Regions from separate parts of the Gossypium hirsutum genome. Here region 1 is linked to region 2. The links are chromatin contacts, called in public Hi-C maps. All regions are on one chromosome and are shown on one strand. The core of a region is the stretch at or near the end of the contact, and the rest is flanking DNA. Distances in the headings are between cores, read along the strand shown. Region 1 holds the start of LOC121220030 (tubulin beta chain). Region 2 holds the start of LOC107917993.

What was found. A called contact is a pair of places that touch in the nucleus more often than the background predicts.
Region 1: a contact with region 2 is called in a Hi-C map of leaf, with 2.5 times the contacts expected there. The contact joins the promoter of LOC121220030 here to the promoter of LOC107917993 in region 2. A contact is called at or near these places in 2 of 34 Hi-C or Micro-C datasets (leaf and petal).

Annotation. Positions count from the first base shown.
Region 1 is chrD08:29,289,745-29,292,921 of Gossypium_hirsutum_v2.1, forward strand. It overlaps LOC121220030 (tubulin beta chain), which reads right to left and starts at 1,650. Exons shown (of 6, transcript XM_041099090.1): 1 at 1,092-1,650; 2 at 170-234. The coding sequence starts at 1,500.
Region 2 is chrD08:29,062,485-29,065,672 of Gossypium_hirsutum_v2.1, forward strand. LOC107917993 reads left to right here and starts at 1,494. Exons shown (of 7, transcript XM_016847464.2): 1 at 1,494-1,864; 2 at 1,963-1,994; 3 at 2,784-2,881; 4 at 2,982-3,064. The coding sequence starts at 1,781.

The DNA of each region.
Region 1 (3,177 bases), core at 400-2,899, 230 kb after region 2:
TCTCCAAATATATAAAATCAAACAAACAGGTCAATGCCTATTCCAGGATAATTCACATACTAGATGTTTGAGACTTGTGATATCCTAATCAAATATAAAACCAACTAAACCAGAAAAAGATCTCAAAAAAGATCAGTAATCAATAATACATTGTATCCAGTGCACTTACATCCAACTCTTCAATAACTTGCTGGCATTGCAATTTGTTTGCACCAGATATTGCAGCTCCAAAATCTGCTAACCTTGGAAAATTGAAATCAACTATATGCTACAAAACATTAAGAAGGCAAAAAAGAAGAAAGATTTCACAATTAAGTCGCTAAAGTTAATTGAACAAGCCAACAAATAGATTTTGATAGTGATATGATGTACATATAATTCATTAGAAGCAGGAAAAAGTGCTGCTGAAGACTTTGCCCTTGCATTGTCTCCATTCTCTGCCAGAATTACAGTCAAAATACAAGTATTATCATCTAAAGCCTTTTTTAACAATACTAGAAATGAGCTACTGGTCTAACGTACACGCCCACTAACTGGAAAACCTCAGAAGCGGGAGCAGTAGGTTCTGAGATTTCATTGCTGCATGGTAAGCAATGTTAATAACTTCTTTCTCTCAGCTGAACATTAGAAGAGTTACACTCAAAGGAAAATATCCATTCAACATAGAATTTTTAAGCCAAACTAACCTTGCTAAAGTTTGTGAAGTCCCTTGCTAAAGTTTGCTTAATAAAACCTCCATGTTGTTTATAACAATTTTACTTCAAAATAGAAGTGTTCAGTAGGTATAACAGATAAGAAGACATAGTCCAGACTAAGGAGAAATATATCAACACTAAAGATGAAATAAAAGACCTCACTAAAATCCACCTAAATAGGAGAAAGGAAAATGAAAGAAAATCTCCTGGAAAGCACCCAAAATAGCTTACTGAACCCAAGAACCAAAAATAAATTATGAGATCCAAAATCAACAGGGGTGAAAGGATAAATTTAACATTAAACCAAGAACCAAAAAACAGAGATCTCAACAAAACCTATAGGTTAAAAGTGCTTTGGGGAAAAGAAAAAAAGGGTCAAAGCTGTAGGGTTTATACCTTGTAAGCAATCACAATTCTCAGCCTCTTTCCTGACAACATCAAGAACAGAATCAATGAGCTCAGCTCCCTCAGTGTAATAACCCTTGGCCCAGTTGTTGCCAGCACCAGACTGTCCGAAGACAAAGTTATCGGGGCGAAAGGTTTGTCCAAAAGGACCAAATCTGACGGAATCTATAGTGCCCGGCTCCAGATCCATGAGAACAGCGCTCCAGATCCATGAGAACAGCGCGTGGGACATACCTTCCACCACTGGCTTCATTGTAGTAGACATTGATGCGCTCCAACTGAAGGTCGGAGTCACCGTTATATTTTCCAGTGTTGTCAACTCCATGCTCGTCGCATATGACTTCCCAGAAATTAGCCCTGATCTGGTTCCCACATTGACCACCTTGGATGAACGAACCATCCGATCTGCTCAAACCTCAAAGTGAAGAAGAAATTGGGAGAGGCGCACTTTAGGGTTTGGATTTGGTTGAAAAATGAAAGCGGGTTGTTTAGGCGCTTTTTTTTAAGTAAAATGATTCTTTTGTGGCATTTTTAATAAAAACGCCACTAAAAATTAAAATACTGAAAAGAGACAGCCCGTTTTACTAAATTTTAATGCATAATTCTGGCGTTTATGTAAAAACGTCACTAAAAATTAATTTATTGAAGATAAACGGTGGCGTTTTGATAAAAAATTTACCTAAATATCCATATCAATCTATTACTTTTTTTAACTTATTTATTAATTCTATTTAAACTAATATTTAAATATATCAAATGGTTTAGATTAAAATTTTTTTAAATATAAAAGCATTAATTAATTGTATAAAATTTTATCATTTAATAAATCTCAAGTAAACTTTAACCTTAAACCCTAAATTAACCATTCAATACATATAAAGTCTATCTATTATATATCTCTTAAATAATTCAAATTATACTCATAATTTCAATAATTAAATTTATTATTATCTCTTTTACAATTATATAAGAACATATTTAAAATATAAATTAAAAAGCTAATTAATCTAAACCCAAAACCCTAACCCGACCCCTAGGACTTAAACTCTAAATCATTAACTCTTAACCTCAAAATGTCTAACCCCTAAACCCTTAACCCCTAATTAACCTCTAAACCTTAAATCCCAACCCTTAAACCATAATCCCCAATCCATAATCCCTAAATCCAAACTCCATAAACCTTAAAATAGTAACTCCTACACCGACCTTAAATTTTAAATTAATCATATACACTAAACTAAAAACCCTAAACAAATTTATTGTTATCTCTTTTACAATTGTATATATAAGAACATATTTAAAATATAAATTAAAAAAACTAATTAATCTAAACCTAAAATCCTAACCTGACCCTTAAATCCCTAAACCCTAAATCCCTAACCCCTAACCCCTAACCCCTAAACACCTAACCCCTAAACCTTAAATCTCAACCCTTAAACCATAACCCCTGATACATAATCCTTAAATCCATACTCCCTCAACCTTCAAATAGTAACTCCTAAACTGGCCTTAAATCGTAAATTAATCATATACTCTAAACCAAAAACCCTAAATATAGTGATAATTAATTCAATATTTTAAAATTAATACTATTTATTTTACGATTATATAAAAAGTTTAATATATAAATTAAAAAACAATCAGTAATCATATACCCAAAAAACTTTAAAATTATTTTAAATAATAGTATTTTAATTTTTCCATGTGTTCTATTTTCAAATTATTTCTACGTGTTATTATTTTTTTCTGAAGATTTTAAATATTCAATTAGAAATAAATTGAATTTTATTTAATTAATATAAATAAATCAAGTAAGATAAAATATTTTTAGCGGCGCTTTTCTAAAAACACCGCTAAAGCCCCTACCATTAGCGGCGCTTTTTCCAAAAACGCCGCTAAAAACCAGGCATTAGCGGCATTTTTCCAAAAACGCCGCTAAAGACCTGGGCATTAGCGGCGCTTTTCCAAAAACGCCGCTAAAGCCACGAAAGGTCAGAAAACAACGCCGTTGGGCTTATGTTTTTCGCGGCGTTTTTAAAAAAAACGCCACTAATGCTTATTTTTAGCGGCGTTTTTT
Region 2 (3,188 bases), core at 244-2,743:
ATTTTTGAGGCAATGGAAGGAAGATCTTATTACCAGAATATCTTTTGTTGAAGAAGCCGCGAAAGTGTTGTGTATTCCTCTATCGCGTCATCCGCATGAAGACAGACTGGTTTGGAGAGGTGAACCAAAGGGCGAGTACTTTGTAAGGAGCGAGTACAAGATGCTCGTATAGGAGAATTACAACCACATAGCTAACAACTACTCAAATACATTCAAACAGTACTACAGGAAACTTTGGCAATCAGAGCTACCAGGAAAAATTCAGATTACAAATTGGAGAGCTTTCAACAAATTTCTCCCAACCAACAACAATTTGTATTACAGAAAGGATTAATAATTCAGCGGCTTGTCCTAGATGTACCGATGGTTTCAAGACTTTGGAGCATGCATTTTGTGATTATACCTTTGTCAATGAGATTTGGAAGGAGTTAAATATAAATTGGGATCAAGAGACATCAAATGATGATTACAGGAATTGGATTAGTAAAATCTACCATAAGAGTTCGAGGGCTCAGAGTAGGGTAGTAACATATGCTATTTGGGCTATCTGGATAGACAGAAGTAAAATTGTTCATGATGGAGGTCACCAATCAAGCAGCAGAGAAGCAAATTTCATCAGATTGTACGTAAGGGACATAGAGGTGATTAACGAAAAATTACCTGGTAGGCAAATTGTTTCGGAGAGGCGGAGACCACTAGAACCCCTTGGTTCAAGATTAATTTTGACGTGACTTATCTTTCCAAATCAAACAAATCTTGTTCAGGGTTAGTTGTCCCTAATACAGAAGGCAAGAAAATGGGTTCGAGAACGATTATTAATGATCATGTGCCTACCCCCTTTGCAGCGGAAGCGATGTCATGTCTCCAAGCAGTTTAGATGGGTTTGGATCTAGGTTTTAGTGAGGTCATAGTTGACAGATAATCTAACTGTGATTAAGAAGATACATGTACAAGAGATTGACAGATCAGTGTTAAGTGCCTATATAATCGATGCAAAGAAAACTAGTGAAGATTTTAGTGGATGCATGTTCAGGCATGTAACAAGAAACAAGAATGAACTGGCCCACATTCTTGCTACAAAAGGTTTGTGAAGGGAGGAAACTACTTATCTAGTGGAAAGGGTGCCTCAACATGCAATAGCAGCGAAAGAGAAGGACAATCGGTGAACAGAAGCCCTTGATTTTGTATGTAAAATTAAAAAAAATTAAAAAAGTATGTAAAAAATATTTTAAAATTTTAAAAAATAAATATATTTATTATATCGGGCTGACCCGGCCCGAAAAAGTGGTGTCCGAGGCCCGGCCCGTTTTCTAAACGGGCCTCGTTTTTTTGCTCAAACTCATATTTCGAGCCTATATTTTTACCCAAACCGTCCCATATTTCGGGCGGGCCGGGCTGCCCGGCCCATGAGCACCTCTACCCTTTGTTGTTCAATAAATTAAATCCAGGAATTATTTAAAAATTATGCATATGCATTTTATCTAATACACATAGATATTTATGCAGAATTGAATTGCCAAATCTGAGGCAAAAACACGTTTTGCCACGATCGGACGAGATTATTTTTATTTTCTTTTTTCATCTATTGAAGAAAGCGAAACCCCAAAACAGAAAAAGAAAGAATACAAAAGCAACAATAAGGAGGCAACAATGCATTGCTTCCTAAAATGAAACGAGTCCACTTAGTGTTCGTAAATCATACCAGGTAGATCATAAAGACTATTTTCCATTTTATTTCCAGTTTCGATCTCAATTCCAAACCAAAGCAAAAAGAAGAAAAATGGCCACGAATCCTGCCCTAGAACCCGAGATCGGACCCGATGGACTCGCTAGGGAAGCTCCTGTAATCGCCTACACTGAGAAGGTCACTTCTCTTTCTCCTCTCTTCTTTTTGTGTTTCGTTATTACTCTGCTGAAAATGTCATGGCGAATTCTTATGGTTTTTTTCTTCTGTGGCGGCAGATAATTGAAGAAGAGCGGGTTCAACTCAAGAAGTATGTTCATTTTGTTAATTTTAAATTTCTATTTTTGTATATGTGCTTTTTTTGATAATTTATTTTTCACTTGCCTTAGTTCAATTGTTGTAAACCTGGCTTATATGGACGACTCTGTTCAGTGCTGGGATTTAATCCAGTAATAGTAAGGAGAGTGTTCTTCTAGTCCTGCATTGCAATGCACGTGTTTAGGTAGAAAAACAGATGAGAGTATATATGAGTTTTCTATAAATGGTCAGCCTTTGAAGAATTACCTTAAATCCTTACTATAATTCTAATCTAGAGGGATAAGAAGTGATTTGTGCTGGTGCATTAACTTTCATGTGAGTTTGATACTACTTAAAACTTTAATTTAGTCCTAAATCTTAATTGAATTTACAGCTTCACTAAGTCTTATTATTCAAATCTGAAACAGATTCGAATTGCACTTGCTTAGAAGCTCTGGCATTTCTTTTGTGTCAGGATTATCTTTTACGTATATGTATTGACAAAAAGTTCATTATGACAATTTTTATTTACTCAATTAATCAAGTTTAAGAAATCTCTTTTGTGTATTTTCTTGGGATTTAGTTATTAAAATATAACAATTTATAGTACAAAAAAGAATTCTGTTTGTATCTTGGAACTTTTTTATCTAGTCTGTAGCATTTACTTATACAAATTAAGGTTGAAAGAGGATTGTGCTTTATATGGTTGTCATTTCCCTTCTCTTTAATGTTCTTTCAGTTTGTTTCTCGTGATTTCAATTGCTGGGGATTTTATCTGATCTCTATTGATTCACACTTCCAGATACATAGAAGAAAACTATTCTAAAATACGTGATGTTGAAAGAGAACTAGCAAATCTTACAATGGAGATGAAACTCACTGCTGGGCCCAAAAAAGCAGGTTGATGTGCTGCTGCCTGTATAAATATTTTTTCATTTATATGTATTTTTCTATAATGGGGTGACTCGTACATGGTATGATGTGTGGTACATACTTTCAGCCCTTGAACATATGAGAAAGAAAATCGAAATGTCAACTGAGAGAATATGTATTGCGAAGCAGAAGGAAGAACAAGCACGGAAGGTTTGTTGCATTCTCTCTCTCTCTCTCTCTCTCTCTCTCTCTGGTAGATTCTGGAATTTACTTATACATGATAATTATGGTTGCATTTGAATTAATTAAGGCCTGAATTTATTTTTTGGGACTT